2 separate regions of the Gadus morhua genome follow, and region 1 is linked to region 2. The links are chromatin contacts, called in public Hi-C maps. All regions are on one chromosome and are shown on one strand. Each heading gives the region's core, a stretch centred on a gene start, on an enhancer-like site or on the middle of the called end of the contact. The rest is flanking DNA. Distances are from core to core; before and after follow the strand shown.

Region 1 (2,785 bases), core at 90-2,589, 130 kb after region 2:
AACATTCAACATTCTTGTGAGGCAATCGGATTTCAGAATTTTGTAAGTTAGGATCAACTTGTATCACTTTTGACAGAAACTCTTTGCTAAACGCAGCATCATGGTATCACAATATGATCACAAACATTCCTTTTTCCAAGTTGACAGTTCCAGTAGATCTAGGCCTACAATCATAGGAAAAAGCATGCAAGGCAGCATGAATGGGTCAACCCCACACACCAACCCAAAACCCAACTCTGTTGCCATATATTCCCGTTCACCGTGGGGGCCACACCCAGCTCAGACTGAAGACATTCTTCCCCAGAGAATAAAGTGGGAACAACCCCCCTCCCCTTCTCCCAGGCGACAGAGACGCCTCCTCCAGTTACATTGTACAACGGGGTACTAGTATTCTTCATACTGGTGCCAATGTAAACAGAGACACTCTCCGCAGTCACACACACACACACACACACACACACACACACACACACACACACACACACACACACACACACACACACACACACACACACACACACACTAACAAGGGGTAAGGTTACAAAGACCTCAACACTGCAATCACACTGAATGACCAACTATGCACCTGTAGTTTGGGTAGTCTGTAGCTAAGAAACCGAAACGACGGGACTGGGAAACAAATAAATACGCTTCTCGTCAGCTTCCAAGTTGACAGACTGAGGAATGATTGAACTCTATCCCGTTACATATGTTTAAATTAATCCTGCCATAATTGTATGGGCAGTAATGTAAGCGAATAGCCAATGATCATGACAAAAAACACTAAAATAAGTACAAAAAAATATAGATTTATCTTTCATTTGCAGTAGTTTGTGATAAGTTTTAACTACCCCGACCCAACGTAACTGTTGTTATGTATGAAGACTCAGAGCCCCAGGGCATAGCGATATTCACACCGTTAACACCGATCCACAGACCGTCAAAACAAGCAGGCAACGACGTGAACGTATCGATCTCTACAGACAAAATGAGGATGAAAACACTTTGTTCCTCCCTAGTTAGCGGTTTAATATCCAACAGAGGATGGCTGGGCCTCACCTTTTCCCTCGGGCGGCGGTACTTTTGCGGCTGCTGAAACAGGCAGTGGTTCTTCACGAAGCCATTTTTACCCGATTTCTTGTCCTTTGAGCTCCGTTGGCAGGCGTCTCCATTCAGCAGCTTATTGCTGGAACTTTCTGTCATGTTCAGGCGGTAGCAGAAGGCGCCCGGCAACTGGAAAACTGAGGTATCTTCACTCGTGTGTGGCCGTGAAGTCATGTATGTGCCGAGGGGAGGGGGGAGAAGAGACGACAAGACGCCCACTCTGCACTATGCAACACGAGATTGCCGGAAACACCCGCCCCTACCGCTGTACATCGGCCAATGACGCCGCGGCAGACGTCACCCACTCTTCTATATGGGGGGGATGGTCCTAAAAGCACCGGGTCCACCTTATGGAAATGTCCTATAATAACCTCATCATGGGAAATAGGGAGAGTCAAGCATTGATACGTAGGCCTTGCCGCTTTTTTTTTTTTTTCAAAGACATATCTCACCTGAATGGTGTTGGGCCAATGGAAGTGTTCAGCCCTCTGTCAGATTACATTGTACGTTGTTTGGGTAGCCGGTTACCTTGGCATCACCTGTTTATTACCTTATTATGTCAGCCTCAGACACGAGTCGTCACACACGCTTCCTTGTAATGAAAATATTTTATGAAAAACAAATGATCACAGCTTTGGTTCCCATAGTCTTGATTGCGGATTTCGTTGAATTTGTATTTTAACAGAGTTGTTAGTTTGTAAATTTAGTGAGTGAGGTAGTTACTTCGTGTCATTGTTTATGTTAGAAACCGCACCGTGGTTGCGTATCTTGACGTCATTATTTTCTTATCAAGAGATAATGACATATCTTTATTTTACATGTAGCAGAATAGTCCTACATCCGAAACGTTATGTATGACCTGCATTCGATTTGAAATGTTACTTACGCATTGTACTGTATCATATCTAAATGTGCATTGCAACCATGTAAAACAAACTGGGCTGGTTTTATTATCCTGCATTCAAATGTGCTGACATTTGGGCAACATTTCACTGAGGAATTACTTATTTGCCTGGGATGCACTTTTCGTGTCAACCTGCTAGGCGTCCCTGTTGAGCCACGTATTTCAAAAAAACACTTTATATCAGACCATTAGACTTAAAATCATGTTACATTAATGTTCTTAAATTGTAATTTCATTTGTCAAGATAGTATGTTTTATGTGAACATTTTTTCTGTATAATTAAATTGACCACTTTGATAAAGATGATGGAAGAAGGAAGATCTTGCTCAAGTAGGCTACAATCAGCTTGCAACTGTTGTGAGAGTGGAAAAGGAGAATATCCAATCCTAATATGATCTAAATACAGGCTAACGAACAGACAGTGCCTCTCGTTGACATTGGGACAAGGTATAAGCTGCTTTGGGACATTATTGGTTAAGATGGAGACAGTAATAAAGAAAAAAAACGTAATTCAGATTCATATTCATATTCATATTACTGAATGTATCAACAGGTCTGTCGACAGGTCTGTCAAAATTGTCAAAAATGTAAGTAATTAAAAAAAAGAACATTACAGTACAAAAAAATAAAAGAATATTGAAAAATAATTAATTAATTTCACACAAAGATGTAGGCCTACGCCAAATCCAACATCTAATAGTACATTAAGTGGCTCTAAAAATGCATTCGATTAAAACTGTTAAATTGTGCATTGTATATATAAAGTAGGTGAATAGC
Region 2 (2,770 bases), core at 227-2,726:
ACATACACATACACAATGGACACGCAACAGATGTGTATCTTTCATGTGATGTTAATCATGATCTTTTATTTTTTCTCTTTTTTTATTATTCTTTTGTTTTAGTTTTACTTTGATTCAATCTGCACTAGGACTTCTTTTTTCGGAGGGGGTGAAACGTAACGCGTCAAAGAAGCATTATTTTGGCAAAAACTCTCAGAAGCACAAAAGTGCTTCTGAGAACGGAATTATTATTGAGAACGAGCATAGGACGTAATTGCTGTGTTGTAAATTCCTGTCATCTCTCTATGTCTTTAACTTGTGTGTATCTATTTTTGTTGTTACTGTGGAATTGGCTGTAATATTTTGTTAAAATGCATTTGATATTCCAATGAAGCGAGTACGGTTGTTATATTAATTGCTGCTGGTTTTTGAAATTGTTCGAGCAAAAAGGTGTTGGGAAATATTGCTTTGTTAAATATTCAATCAATTTCTAGATTGTGTTAGCTTGTTGGTGTATTTTACAAATCTAATACTCCCTAGACTATATGATTTATCTGGGCTACTCAGTTGGCAAATTGCAGTACGCAAACAATTTGCTACAATCTGTAGCATATCAATAAAAATGTACTCTATACAACCATGTTGTGATTGAGAACATAAAATAAAGAATTATTTCTTTGTTGTTGTTAAATATAAAATGTAAGCAAATTGTTCCACGGAACTAGCATTCTTCGAAGAAAAAAAAAAGAGCAAAACTGATGTCCAGTATTGTACTTAACCCCTATTTCTGGGAACAATATGAATATTATTGATAACATGGTGCTAAAGTTATTTTGTATGTTTTGGTTTTTAGATGAAAACAGAAATATTAAGCGAAAAATGTAATGTTAAGCCTTACTGTAGATTATTATATCAGACTGTTCAAACAGAAGAGAACAAAATAAATATAGTCTTTGAAAGTGCAATGTGTACCAGTATTGTATTTATTTCAGATTATTTCTGGGCAAAAATATATAATATCATATCAACCCAATTAATAAATGATTATCTCTCCAATCTCCCTGCTATGGTGTTAGCCTACATCAATTTCCAAACTAGGATTATCATTAGTTATACAAATGAATAAATTGATGCAAGAAATGAATGGCAGATGGATGAAAGAATGGATGGATGATATATGTCTACAAACGAAAGTATAAGAAAAAGACCAATGTATGAATTAAAATGTCCCCCATGTGTGCCTCTTCATAGGTATAACGAAGGGGTGTATATGGATATTAACCTGGAAAATGTATCAACCTTATTATTTCATTTTTACCCTACACTATCAATCGAACTGCAGTAGGCCTATATACAAGCATAAGGTTAATATTGGGCAGATGGAAGTATACCAGTACGATGCTCTTACACACGTCATGGCACACGGACCCATGGATAAGATAATAATAGGCGACGAGAGTGCTCATCACTTGTTGATTTGCGTGTCCCCTGCCAAAATAGACGCGCAAAGCATGCTGGGTCACACTGTAGTTCAACGCCCAAAATGGCGATAGTGTTAAAAAGTTAAAAATGTTACGCCCGAGTTATTTATTCTTCTCCACCAGTTCGTTTTGCTGATATTGATACTCCGTCTGAACACAGTGTGCCCACTCCTTAAATACCAAAGTGTGTGTCTTGTTTAATAACGATGTCAAATTCCATCTTAAATTCCCTGCGTGTAAGCCAACCCATCCCAGGAGCTATGCTAGGCTAGCCAGCAGGCTAACCAAGCCCTTTTCCATAAAGTTGTCAGAGGATGACAATCAGTAATGTGTGCTCTCGAAAGATCTCCTTATGTTGATGTGAATATGACGAGGACAACGTTGCCGTAGTAGATATGGAAGAGGATGTAAAAAAAGTTAAAAAGGTAAGTAGGGGATTACCTTATGAATTATTTGACTTCCTAGCTTGCTAACAGGATTCAGTACTTGCTGTATTATTACAGTGTACTACCTGTGTATACGATAATATATGTCTCCGCTGCTTCAAACACAGTTCAGCTCGTGGTGTATAGGCTACTTTCTGAAAGTAGCAACTTGTTTATGATTTGTACAGCTCAGGTTATTAGATCTCAAATATTTGGCAGTTTACGCCCCCTAAATCGATTATAAAATGGACACATTAATGCGCTTGGAGTTAATCCTAACTTAATTCAGATTTACAAATATACACGTCAAAGGTATATAAGTAATTTACTTTATGTGTTCACTTTGTAAACTACTGTAATCTATAACATATACATTATTTATTAAAACTTGCAGTGTCTATCGTGAAACATAAAGCAAACACACATCATCTCTGTTTTCTATCTCCGCTTTCATTCTGGACTCCATAGCTTAATTTAATAAGTGTTAATGAGTATGTCAACATTTTATGAAAGCACACCATGCATTATCACAATACAATACAAACCATTGTTCCATTACAGATCATATATCTGCTGCAAGATCTGCTTGTCAACATTGTAGTCGGGATATCCTGACGTTTCCTGACGTTATCCTGTAGTTTTATGGTTTGTGGATGATGGAGAAATTCTTAACTCGTCATTCAAATTACTTGGAAGCGCACCTCAAGATAAAATATAGCATCATGCTTGGTTCATATGAAGCGTTACCTGGTTGGCCAAATGTGCTCTGCAGAGCCTTGTGGAGGGTTTCATGACAGTAATCAATAGATCTCAACAGGCTACTATGAGATATCAATTTATGTTGTTAGCATTTCATGCAATATTGCTCTCTACCACTTTGGGGCG

Evidence for each region. A called contact is a pair of places that touch in the nucleus more often than the background predicts.
Region 1: a Hi-C map of heart shows a contact between it and region 2, with 2.4 times the contacts expected there. The contact joins the promoter of sptlc2b here to the promoter of ccm2 in region 2. A contact is called at or near these places in 2 of 6 Hi-C or Micro-C datasets (gill and heart).

The regions. Positions count from the first base shown.
Region 1 is chr21:9,936,432-9,939,216 of gadMor3.0, forward strand. It overlaps sptlc2b (serine palmitoyltransferase, long chain base subunit 2b), which reads right to left and starts at 1,340. Exons shown (of 12, transcript XM_030344729.1): 1 at 1,060-1,340. The coding sequence starts at 1,278.
Region 2 is chr21:9,808,088-9,810,857 of gadMor3.0, forward strand. It overlaps ccm2 (CCM2 scaffold protein), which reads left to right and starts at 1,477. Exons shown (of 10, transcript XM_030345514.1): 1 at 1,477-1,885. The coding sequence starts at 1,856.